Regions from separate parts of the Mus musculus genome. Here regions 2 and 3 are each linked to region 1. A link is a contact called in public HiChIP or PLAC-seq and promoter capture Hi-C data. All regions are on one chromosome and are shown on one strand. Each heading gives the region's core, a stretch centred on a gene start, on an enhancer-like site or on the middle of the called end of the contact. The rest is flanking DNA. Distances are from core to core; before and after follow the strand shown.

The links. Promoter capture Hi-C pulls out the DNA fragments that hold promoters and counts their contacts. HiChIP or PLAC-seq counts read pairs in DNA pulled down with a chosen protein or histone mark.
Region 2: a contact with region 1 is called in an H3K4me3 HiChIP or PLAC-seq map of bone marrow-derived macrophages, with 6 times the contacts expected there. The contact joins the enhancer-like site here to the promoter of Clcn5 in region 1. A contact is called at or near these places in 8 of 39 promoter capture datasets (3T3-L1-derived adipocytes, the C10 cell line, hippocampal neurons and 3 more), 1 of 15 datasets of contacts at CTCF or cohesin (pro-B cells), 7 of 484 Hi-C or Micro-C datasets (the 63-12 cell line, the G1E-ER4 cell line, centroblasts and 3 more), 7 of 115 datasets of contacts at active chromatin or transcription factors (bone marrow-derived macrophages, craniofacial prominence, embryonic forebrain and 4 more) and 2 of 9 other capture datasets (adipose tissue and pancreatic islet).
Region 3: a promoter capture Hi-C map of 3T3-L1-derived adipocytes shows a contact between it and region 1, with 3 times the contacts expected there. The contact joins the promoter of Akap4 here to the promoter of Clcn5 in region 1. A contact is called at or near these places in 11 of 39 promoter capture datasets (the 3T3-L1 cell line, 3T3-L1-derived adipocytes, the C10 cell line and 5 more), 3 of 115 datasets of contacts at active chromatin or transcription factors (bone marrow-derived macrophages, large pre-B cells and stem cell-derived neural progenitor cells) and 2 of 9 other capture datasets (adipose tissue and liver).

The regions. Positions count from the first base shown.
Region 1 is chrX:7,317,488-7,321,622 of GRCm38.p6, forward strand. Clcn5 (chloride channel, voltage-sensitive 5) reads right to left here and starts at 1,871. Exons shown (of 14, transcript NM_001243762.1): 1 at 1,619-1,871.
Region 2 is chrX:7,166,928-7,170,736 of GRCm38.p6, forward strand. Clcn5 (chloride channel, voltage-sensitive 5) reads right to left here. Exons shown (of 14, transcript NM_001243762.1): 8 at 3,382-3,588. Among named protein-coding and RNA genes, the nearest start is that of Mir500, 69 kb to the right of the region's middle. Within about 2 kb of position 2,119, at least 25 of the 459 cell types and tissues checked have an H3K27ac peak or open chromatin away from gene starts, as enhancers often do. A contact at or near this core is called in the 63-12 cell line, bone marrow-derived macrophages, centroblasts and 2 more, where this site is marked.
Region 3 is chrX:7,066,699-7,070,496 of GRCm38.p6, forward strand. It overlaps Akap4 (A kinase (PRKA) anchor protein 4), which reads left to right and starts at 1,512. Exons shown (of 6, transcript NM_001042542.2): 1 at 1,512-1,657; 2 at 3,733-3,798. The coding sequence starts at 3,733.

The sequences.
Region 1 (4,135 bases), core at 621-3,120:
AGCTGTTGAGAAGGCTCCTCAGTTAAAAAGAGCTTGGCGCTCAAGGCTGACTTCAATCCCAAGAATTCCAGTAAAGATGGGAAGAAAGAAGTGACTATATAAAGCTAAGCTCCCACCCATGAGCATGCGTGCGCGCACACACACACACACACACACACACACATACACACACACACACACACAACGGTATTGATCAATTTGGAATTTTTAAATTCAGTCTCAAAACAATAGTTTCCAGTTATATGACAGGAGTTAGAAAGCAAAGGAAAAATTAACGGGTGTGATTACCAGTTTGGGAGGGGGTGTCTTAGTTTGGTTTGGAAGTTTCATATATTAAGCACCCAGTACATTTAAACAAGTTTTTTAATAATTTATTTCCCTCATTGGGCATAAAAGCTAATTTGTATTTTTTTCCAGAAAGGCCCTCACCTTTTTGTCCTGAGGTGAATTCCTACTTCCATTGATTTTTACATAACCAACGTGTGCAACTCTGAAGTGGGAAAGCTAAAGCCCAAACGCTTAAGGCTAATACTAGTTGGAGAATAGTGTTGGCCCTCTTTAATGACCTCTTTTTCTTTAAAGAACAAAAAGGGTTCGTGTGTGCGCCAGTCCTCAAAACTCCAACAAAGACTGGGCTTTGGATGAGGAGAGGCTCCTGAAATCCAAGAAAAAGAGAGCTTAAACTCTAAGGATGAATTCACCAGGGAAAAGTGCTCCAATGAGTTTACCTGGAACATGGCTCAGTTTAAGTCGACTCCCCATCCCCCTCCTATTTTACTGTTAAGAAGTACTTACTGATCAGCACGTCGTGGAACAAGGGGAAATTTAACAGCTCTGAAATTCAACCCGGGAAATTACTAATACATTTATGAAGTATGTGTAAAGGGGAGTCTCACTGGTTTTTAATGCTTCACCTTCTGGCTTTCCCCTCATTTACTCGGCGCAGCTTCCACTGACGTTATCACAGGGCCACCCGTCCAACTTCAGTCAACTGATTTGTTCTGAAACGTTCATAAAGGTAAAAAGCACGTCAAAGTTAAGCTAAAGCTAAAGCTTTCTTTCCATTACTTGGAAAGGAGCTGGAGCGCGGGGCTCCAACCTCTGGAAGCAGCAGCTTAAGCGCATTGGGCGGCAAAGGGCGAAAACGCACACCAACTTCTTCGCCCAGACCGTCTGGACTGCACTTCGCTAAGAAGCCCTAGAAACCTGTGGCGGGTCCAAAGCAGGAGCAAGCCGAACCTGGCCTCGGCTGCGCTTTCCCAGCGAACGCCGCCCCAGCCCTGTCCTCTGGAGAAGCGACGCGGGCAGCCAAGCTCCCCGCTTTCAAAGCTGGGTGGGCTTGGCGCCGCTTGGCAAGGAAACTTCGATCGGCAGCCTGGGGACCCTGCTCCCCAGAACAGGGCTGGGCTGCCGAGGAGATGCCGCCCCGCTCTGGCAGGAACCAGGCTGTCCACCACCTCCTTCAGTGGCGGCCGGGCAGAGGGAACGCCAGCTCCGGGGACCGCGGTGGCAGGCGAGCGTTCTTCCCTGCTCGCCGTACCGGGGGGCTCCTCGGGTGGGCCGGCGGCCGGTGAGCCGGGAAGGACCTGTTGGGGAAGGGAAGCCCATTTGCCTTTACCTGTCACCGAGGTCCGGCGCGGCGGAGCCCGTGTCCACCGGCGGTGGGCAGCGCGCTCAGTCGGCTCTGGCGTTCCACACGGCGAGTAGAGCTAGCGCCCCACGTAGCCGGCAGAGCTTCATTCACACAGCCCAGCCGGGAGGAGGGGGAGCGGAGCGGGAGCGAGGCTCATGTGACAGGCGCCTTGGAGTATTAGCTCTGCCAAGACGGCGTCTGCGCATGCGCGCCACGGAGGGCCCGCTCCAGGCACCTCGGGCCGGCCAGGGGGGAAAGCGCCACCGAGAAGCAGCAGCTGGGAGGAGCTTCGGCATGCGCAACCGCAATAGGGTAGTCGGGCTTGCAGCCATATTTAATGAGGACTGGGCGGATCCAACCCAAATGCGGGGCGTGTCAGTTGCATTTGGGGGAAAAAAAAAGCAATGCTCCCTTCGGTTTCATTGTTTGCAGATTGCCTACCTTGGTTTTGCTTTTGTCTTTAGAACAAACTGTTTATCCTGAGTATCTTGCCCACAGCGGACATCAGACCACAAATTTAAGCCTCCCTTATGCCAGGCATTGTTCTGGCTAATATACTTTATTCGTTTCATTTAATGCTCACAAGAACTCATGAAGAGTGTGTCATTATCCGTTTTCCCTCATAAAAATACAGAGGCTCAGAAAGGTTACATAGCTTTTCCAATCTCACACTGTAGTAGCAATAAGAATAGTGATCAAATACAGTAGTGCTTGCAGGGGCCAATTTAATCCAACACAGGGAAATCTATACTGCAGTTACTTATAGGTATTATTGCCAATTTAATCATTGTCAAGCGAAAACTCAAGGTGACATATACTTCTAATCCCGATTCTTTGAGGTTGAAGGCAGGAGAATCGATGCGAGGTCATCCTAGGCTATATTGTAAGTTTGAAGGCAGGATGCTGTCTCAAAAACAGACAAACAAAACACAAAATAAAGCTCAGATTCCAACTGAGGTCTCTCTGTCTCCAAAGCCATTCCGAATAATTAGAAGAACTATCCTATCCTTGTGAGGAATGAACAGGTTATACAAATGGAGTGCAGCTATTAATTTATTGCAAGAACTAAGATTGGAATCCACATCATCAACACAAGTAATCTACCTAGAAGCCAAGTATTCAAATTCAAAATCCACTGTAGTAAATAGTATTTTTTTTTCTTGCAACAGGGACTCACTATTTAGCCTTGGATGCCTGAAACTCACCATGTAAACTAAACTGGCCTTGGGATCACAGATACTCAGCTGCTTCTGCCTCCCAAGCGCTGGGATTGTAGACCTGTGCCACACCCGTAGACTTTTTTTTTCTTTGAGAAGTTTATACAAGTATACAATAAACTATAATCTTATACGCTTCCATTTGCTCCCTCCAATTCTCCCCAAGAAATCCATATTTCCCCCAACACCTCCCCTCATAATTTCAAATTTCTTGTGTTAGTAACCCAATAAATCCAGTTAGTGCTGCCCATATTTGCAAGAGTGTGGGACCATTCGACAGACCAGGAAAAACCTACCAGAGGTCACACCCTCAAAGAAGAGCAATTCTCTCTCCCCAGGTGGGAAGCTATCAACTACCAATGGAATCTCAGTAAGAAATAGAGTCTGGATATCACCTCTCCCATCTCTGTAGGAATGTTGGTGGCTTGGTCTTGTTCAGGAGTCAGTGACCTTGTGGACAAAGGACAGTCTTTTACAGCACTCCTGTGCATCCTCCAGCTCCTGCATTCTTTCAATCTCCTCTTCTAAGATGGCCCTTAGGCCTAATTGGGGGTGGGGGTAGGGTTGAGAATTCTGTCATTTAGACTTCGGGCTGAGCACTCAGTCTCTTCTCAGAACTTTGGCCAGTTGTGAGTTTCTGTGTTTCATGGCAAAAAGAAGCTCCTCAGACCAAAGTTGAGAACAGCCCAGATCTATAGCTATAGACACTAATATTTGGAAGGCAATCATTTAGCTAAATTAAAATAGCAGGTTCTACCCAAGGAGTGACCCAGACATGGAGTTACAGTATCAGGCATAAAATTCTCTCCTGTGATAAAGGTTTCAATCAGAAAGTGGCCATCAACATGCCACTATTACACCAGTAGGCACATCTTGCCTGGCAGATCAGCAATGTTAACACAAGGGAGCAAAATTCAGTAAGGCCATGTATGCTCAGTGAATTTTGAATGCCTACTTTGGATAAGTTAAGGGTTTGGAAATATAAAACCTGTATCTGAGCCCAAGCCATGCAAAGCTTCCAGAGATAAAGCTATAATCAAACACAATGAAGTTTTGGGCTTATTTTAATACAAAACCTAACAGGAAAAAAAATGGTCATCTCACAGAGAAAAAAGATAGGGTCATGGGAGAAGACTAAACGTTAGATGAATTTCAAAAGAAGCCATGCTTCCATAAGCTCAAACCCTGATCATCACTGTGTGGATCTGGACTGTGGAGTGAATCCAGAGCTCTGCATTCTTGGGAACCCTGGAGTAGATATGAAATGTTGGATCCAGGTAGGCCT
Region 2 (3,809 bases), core at 869-3,368, 150 kb before region 1:
TGCCAACCTTCCTTGTGCAGTAACTAAACTTGAGCCTGGTGAGCAAGAGAAAGTACTTTGCTGTGCTGTTTCACTAGCACACTGTTTGGTTTATTTTATTTTCTGAAATTGTAATTATATCATTTCCCCCTTCCCTTTCCTCTCTCCAAAAACTCCCATGTATTCCTTCTTGCTCTCCTTCAAATTTACGGCCTTTTTCTTTTTAAAAGCTAATTTTCGTTCCATGCACATATGTCTCTGCATACACACCAATTCTAAGTTGACCCTGCTTCAGTCTGTATAATGCCACTGTATTATGTTTTCAGAGCTGACTGCTCGGTACTGAATATGCTATTGCTGTGCTCAGCCTTGAGGAAGACCACTTCTCCCACTTCTCAGCAGTCCTGAGCTGTATGCAGGTCCTGTGGGCTTTCTCCTGAGGCCAGTTTAGGAAACATTTTAATAAGATATTATAGAAGGCTCTAGTGACATAACAGCAGTTACAGTTTAGAATTGCCTACCCCTGTAGCCTATGCTAGTCTCCGTGGCCTATAGAAACATAAATAGAGACAAGTAGATTTTTAAGGGCAGAGAGGACAGATTGCAAGGAAAGTGAAAGGAATAGAGCATCAGCAGGAAAGATAGACAAAAGGGGGTGGGTGGGACAACAAGTGGTGTTTAGAGAGGATTGCCCTGTGTGTAGAGGCATGGGCATGGGAAATGTACAGGACTGACACTAGTGATGTGAACAGACTAGAAGGAATAGGAACAAGTCATTTCCTTCAATACTAGTAGCTGTGGAGAGAAATGATTTCAAAACGTAAAATTGAGCAAAATTAAGAATTTCAAAGAATAAAATATTTCTTGACAAAATAAATGGTTTTTTGGCTTTCTAGTCCAGGTTTCTCCAGGACCGGCAGAGCATCTAGGGAAATTAAGGAGGGAAAGCAAGGAGGGAAAGCTCTGGTGCTAACCTTCAAAAAAGTGAGAGCTTTGAAAAGTTGCAGCTCAAAAGAGAAGGATAGGGAAGCCAAAACTCAACTTGTAAAAGGAAATTTTCCTAGATATGTTTAGGATGAAATAGGAGCGGGACGGAGAGGAACAGGACTCTTGAGTTTTATATTACTGAATGGAATCTCTGCGCCCCTTCCAACTCAGATCTGCTTTATTTCCACCGGTCTGCTCACTGTGATAAGGCCGCTGCTTATGAACCACAAGATAAGATATCTTGCATGGGGCCCTGGGTTTAGACCCCAGCAACACAGGGGGAAAAAATTAGGGATATATCTGTGTTACGGAAAATAGAGTGAAGATCCAGATGTTCAGAAGAGTCCGTGTCTGGCAATTTTCAGAAAAACAGTTCAGCTTTTATAAGGAATCTAGTTTCAAGCTCAACTCGATCCCTGTAAGGCAGCAACAACCAACACCATCCCTGGCCCTTAGAATGGTATTGTTTTCATGATTTCACTTGTTTAATAGCTTGTTTAATTTCACATAGCTTCTCTGTCCCTCTACAATGCGACAGTCTACGTACACACCCTCTACCACTCCTGCTTGCTTTCCTCTCGTTTCTGACTATTCCAGGAACTTTCCCTATTTAATAGTCCACACTTAAAGCTCCAGCGTTTCAGTTTCCAGAGCCTGTGGTTAATCTTTTCATGTTTTTTTTTCCCTTCAAGAGAAATTGCTGGGTTCCAGTTTTACAAGAGCTCTTTTTTTAATAATAAAAATAATCTTGGCCTCAACTTATTCCATCTGTGATTTTTTTGGACCCTTCAAGGAAAATCAAGCAAGAAGCACTGCTTCCTAAGGTCCTTAATTATTGCACAATAAAAGTAACCAGTGACTTGGGACAATTTTTTTAGAACATTCTTCCTCCTCAAAATAGTACACATTAACACCTGGCTGATCTGAGCACGGGCACAGAGGTACTACTGTGGACACAGTTCAGCTGAGCTGAAGCAAGAAGCAGGCAGAGAGAGAGAGGAGAGAGAGGTCTAACACAGGAAGGAACTAAATCAAGTGTGGCGTTTAGGAGCAAGAAAACTCTGTCGTTCGAAATGTGCTGTTTCTATTCACTCTTCTATCCACAGCAAGTTCCTCAAAAAAGAAGTTTTAAAAAAGAAGTAACCACATAAATACAATAAACAGGTCAAGTCCCACTTCTCCTTTCCGTCTGTCCTCTTTCCCCATGCACCCTAAGTCCATGCTTGTCACAGTTTAGAATAAAGTCATTTGCAGATATTAGTGGGTTTTGCCAATGCTCATCTTCATGCATACTGGTAGGTACATGTGAGTGCAGGCACACGTATGTGCAAGGGGAAGTCAACCTGCATCAGGCACCGTCCACTTGGTTTTTTGAGAAAATGTCTCTCAGCGGCCTGGTACCTGCCAAGCAGACAAAACTGGCTGGCCAGTGAGCCCCAGAGTTTTGCTTGTCTCTACCCCCCTATTTCTGGGATTAGAAGTATGTACCACTTTAAAAAACGGGCTCTAGGGGCTGGAGAGATGGCTTAGAGGTTGAGAGCACCGACTGTTCTTCCAGAGATCCTGAGTTCAATTCCCAGCAACCACATGGTGGTTCACAACCATCTGTAACAGGATCCTATGCCCTCATCTAGTGTGTCTGAGGACAGTAACAGTGTACTCATATAAATAAAAATTTTTTTTAAAAAAATCATTTTTTTTAAACCTGGCAAACATGGGAGACTAGAATCAATTTTTTTTTAAAAGATTTTTTTATTGACCCATATCACCCCAGCCCTAGATATGTTCTTCATAAGTACATAGGAATACATTTTTAAAAAATTATTCAAAGTATCCCACAAACTAGCTTTAGTTTCTGCTATCTGTTGTCAGCAGTCCATGTCAATATACTGAGGGCCATCTCATTATTTTTAAATAGTTGCATAGTTTCCTATGATATGAGCAGAATACAGTTGTTTTGTTTTGTTTTGTTTTCGAGACAGGGTTTCTCTGTGTAGCCCTGGCTGTCCTGGAACTCACTCTGTAGACCAGGCTGGCCTTGAACTCAGAGATCTGTCTACCTCTGCCTCTGCCTCCCAAGTGCTGGGATTAAAGGCGTGTGCCACCACACCCGGCCCAAAAAACAGTTTTTAATCAAGCCTCTATTTAATGACCTTTGGCTAATTTCAGACTTTTACAATGTTAATAGTTTGTACTGAGTATCCCTAAACACCTGTGGATATATAAACACATGCTAAGATGGCTAAAAGATGGACTCCTAGAACTGAACCTGCAGAACTAAAAGCTATTTGAATTTACCCTCATGAAATCCCCAAATTTTGATCTCTGAGAGCACAGTACTTCTGCTCCTGAGGGGGTTAGAGAGCACAGGGTGGAAGGTGGTGGTGGGTGGCTGTTAAAGTCACATGTCCTTACCTCTCTCCGCTTGGCTTCATTCTTCCGGTATTTGTTGAAGCAGTGGCACAAGATGTTCCCACAGCAGCAAGCCACGTGCACCAGGGGGCCCTCCTTGCCCAGGCTCAAGCCAGATGACACCGCCAACACCAAAGTGATAGTTTTGATGACAAGGGTCCACTTACCCAGATAGCCTCTAATAATGAAACCACTCAGGATGGTTTTGATCTGCAGGCCAAACACAGAGAGATTGGAAACAGACTACGTAAATAAACAGGGCTAAACAGTTCAAATCTACACCCCACACAAGAACGCTATCACTCCTCAGCAAGTGACATATAAGTAAGTATGTGTCCCAAGAGGGATCTCACTATGGGATCCCAGGATGGTGGGGGGGGGCAGTAAAGCGCTGTGTGGCAGCTGGGAAGAGTCTATTGTAAGGCAGAGAG
Region 3 (3,798 bases), core at 262-2,761, 250 kb before region 1:
GAAGTGTTTAAAATGTTAATTAGGTGAGCCAAGCAGGGCTTTTGATTGTTGGACTTCACTACTTTGGTGGCTGGACTTTAGTAGTCAGCTTCAGGAGGAGGACATGGCCAAATAAACAAATAGACCTTGGGATTGTAGCTTTAGGAATGTAATCTAACAGTTTTTACCAAGGCAGAAGAAATCAAGGAGAAGGGCAAGGCCTGCCAGAACCATGCTAGCCACACTCAAGCTGGCCAGAGTCCCTTCATATGTTCCTATATATAACCCTAATAAACTCATTGGTTCACTGAACTAGACTTTGGTAAAATCATTTTTTTTAATTTATCATAAGTGCCCTATCTTGGGTAAATAGAAATTTGTCTACTTCTTTTCAGGAAAACTCATTCAACAAGAAGAAAATGAGGATATGACCACAACATGAAACTGTATTATCTAGGGGAACATCTCAAATGATTCTGGGTTTGGTTAACTTTATTCACATTCAATTGGTGAAAGAAGAGACACAGGGAAAGGACAAAGTAAAGTGAAGTATGATTTGGACACAGAAGAGAGACCCTCCTTTGGTATGTGCTAATATTTTTAAACTGGTTTAAACAGGAGGCATCCCAATGGATATAGATAATTCTCTAAAACATACTACAGCCAACAATGATCACTGGCCAAAATGGAAAACAGTAAGTGGGGGGCTTAAGTCTTTTTCATGATTTGACCATGTAGATCACTGAGAATCCTAAGGCTAAGGCCAACCATTTTGTCCTGTCATTGTTCTCTATAGAAACAGTGATGTCATGAATTTTAAGTTCTAGTACCAGCTAGCAACTAGGCTTCAGGAGAGTATGGAGGGTTGAAGAAAGACCTAACATCTTGAGGCAGACTGGAAGAGTCATCGCAGCATCCAAATTCTCCAAAAGAAAACATCCAAAGGTCCAAAATGATTGCCTACTGTGGTACTACAACGGTAGAGACATTTTCTGACTTCTTTTTGGGTAGTATGGGAGGTGTCTTATTAGTGTCTAAGGCAGCCTCTGGTTTTAAATTTCCATTTTCTCTGAGATAACTAAGAATGACTTTGGTCAAAATTTCTTTCTCTCAACATAAATCTAATCATCTCTGCCACATAACTCTGGTGCTGTAGTGGGAAATTCAAAAAGAAGCAAACAAAAGTGGGAAAATGTTTCACTTGCCAAGACTGGGAGCGATTCTGTCTGTGAAAACTACAACCCCCACCAAACTGCTAATGAATGGTATTAGTCTAGGAGGGAAAGGAATAAGATGCTTGATATCAGGAGGTTGTGAACTGTGAAAGATGTTGTGAAATACATGTGCCCACTGAGACATAGGAAAAATGTGTCCTCCAGTAGGTAGCTTGGCATACTTTGGCTATGAAAAGGTTACTGGGTTTTCCAAGTGTGCCATGCCTTTGCTCAGGTTGCTACATCACCAGGTATTATGACTCAACAAAGATACTTGTCATACCACAGGGTCAGAGCCAGCAGGAAACAGCTTGGCCCATCAGTCTGGTCTAACAGCTGACCGGGGTGGCAGCCAGCTGCAAGTGCCTAAGAACTTGGCACTGCCCCCTTCCATCTAAAGGGGCACATCTCACTTCTGGGTGACACACACTCAGTCAAAGGTACAAAACAACTCTATCATCAAGGTAATGAGTTTATCCATCTCACTTTTTACGGGTTTTTAAGATCCAACTCTCAGAAGGGATCTTGTAGCTTCTGAGGTTTTTTTGAAGCTAGTAGTTGTTCACTAGTTGTTCAAAAAAGCAGCTCTCTCATCTGAGGGGTAGTAAGGCCTTTTCTATGAGCTTTCTAAAGTTTTGTAGAATTCTTAATTGGAAACATTTCCAAACACCTTGGGAAGTAGTCAAGATACATATCATGTAAGAAGATAGCCACTAGATAACTTTTTTTTAAGTGATGCTAAGAGAACACAGGGTAGAAGATGGAATAAGGAAATAAGGGGGGGGAGAGAGGAAAGGGGAAGAAGTGTGGTAAAGAGAGAGGAGGAGAGAGAAGGGGAAAATCATAGGTGGGGGAGACAGAAAGAAGGAAGCAAGAAAAGGGCAGATAGAGGAGGGAGAAGTTAGGGAGAAGGCAAATAGAAGAAGGAAGTAGAGGGAGGATGGTGGAGGGAGAAGGGAGGAGAGAGAATGAAGGAGGAGGAATGAAAGAGGGATGAAGAGAGGGAGAGGGAGGGGAAGGGTTGAAGAGAGGGAGAAGGAGGGGAAGGGTTGAAGAGAGGGAGAAAGAGGAAGGGAGGGAAGATGGAGAACAGGGAGGAAGGTGGGAGCAAAGGAGATGGAGGGAGGAAAGGTAAAGAGGGGGAAGGAGGAAAGGGAAAAGGGGTTAAGAGAGGGAGGAAGGAGGGAGGATGGAGAATAAAGGGAGGGAGGAGGGAGGGGGAGGAGGGGAGATGAGAGGGAAGGGAGAAAGGGTGGAGAGAGGGAGGAATGAGGGGAGGATGAGAGGGGTAAGGTGGGGAGGAAGGGTGAAGAGAGGGAGGAGGGAGGGAGGATGGAGAATAAAGGGAGGGAGGAGGAGAGGGAGGAGGTGGAGGAGGAGGAGAGGGAGGAGGTGGAGGAGGAGGGAGAGGAGGAGGGAGGGGAGGAGGGATGAAGAGAGGGAGGAGGGATGAAGAGAGGGAGGATGGAGAATAAAGGGAGGGAGGAGGGGAGGAGGAGGGAGGAGGAGGGAGGAAGGAGGGGAAGGAAGATGAATGAAGAGAAAGAGAAGGAGCAAGGAATGATAGAGAATAAAGATGAGGGAGTAAAGAAGAAACAAGGGATGGAGTAAGGGTAGAAAATGAAGTTGAGAGGAGAGGGAAATGGAGGAGGAGAAGCAAGAGGCAGAAGGGAAGATGGATGAAAAGAGGGAGGAGGCATGGAGGGATGAGAAAGAAAGAATGAAGGGAGGAAGAAAGAAGAAAAGGAGGCAGGAACACAGGGAGGCAAGAGAAGGGAGGGAGAGAAGGAGGAGAGGAGAGGAAGAGAGGGGGAGGAAAAGAAAAGGGAGGCAGAGGGGAAAGAACAGACTAGTTTGAAGAGGTAGAGGGAAAAGGAAAGATCTAATAATCTAGTGAAGCTGAAGAAGAAGGTTTTTCATGTGTGTGTGTAAAAAGGAATTCTACAGCCCCCTAATACTTAGGAGAAGAAATGTATCCTGTTAAATTCTGGAGAAAAATCCAATTCAAGTCCCAGACACCAAAACACGAGTCTACTAAGTTGTTAACTGGTCTAAACAGCAAACTTTTATCACTAACTTATTTGGTTGTCTTTGTCCCTTTGGCTCCAGGCTGGATTGGGAAAGTAGAACTGTAGGGAGTCAGCAACTTTCTAAAACAATAAATTTGATTCTTTCAGAACCTGGTGTTGTTTCTCTAAGACATTTGATTCTCTATGTAAGGCTGTGAGCAGCTTTCTTGGAATACTTTATGAAACAGCTATTTAGTTAGGTAGACATAAATCACTAAATGTAAACCCTAGTTTTTAATCTTAAATTTGATTATTCATGTACCACTTTTCCTGCTGGTATCTTCTCAAGTCAGCATGATATTACCATGTTCAAGATACTTAGTAAGGTAAGTCTAAATCACAATCATTCCCCACTTTCACATCTTTCCTAAACTTCAATTAAACACAGATGGGTATTGGGGCCCCACAAACTGACTTCATTTTATAAACCACATGTAAGAACTTCACATTTCTTTTGCTTCTTCCTGCAGATGTCTGACGATATTGACTGGTTACACAGCCGCAGAGGCGTGTGCAAGGTAGATCTTTACAGTCCA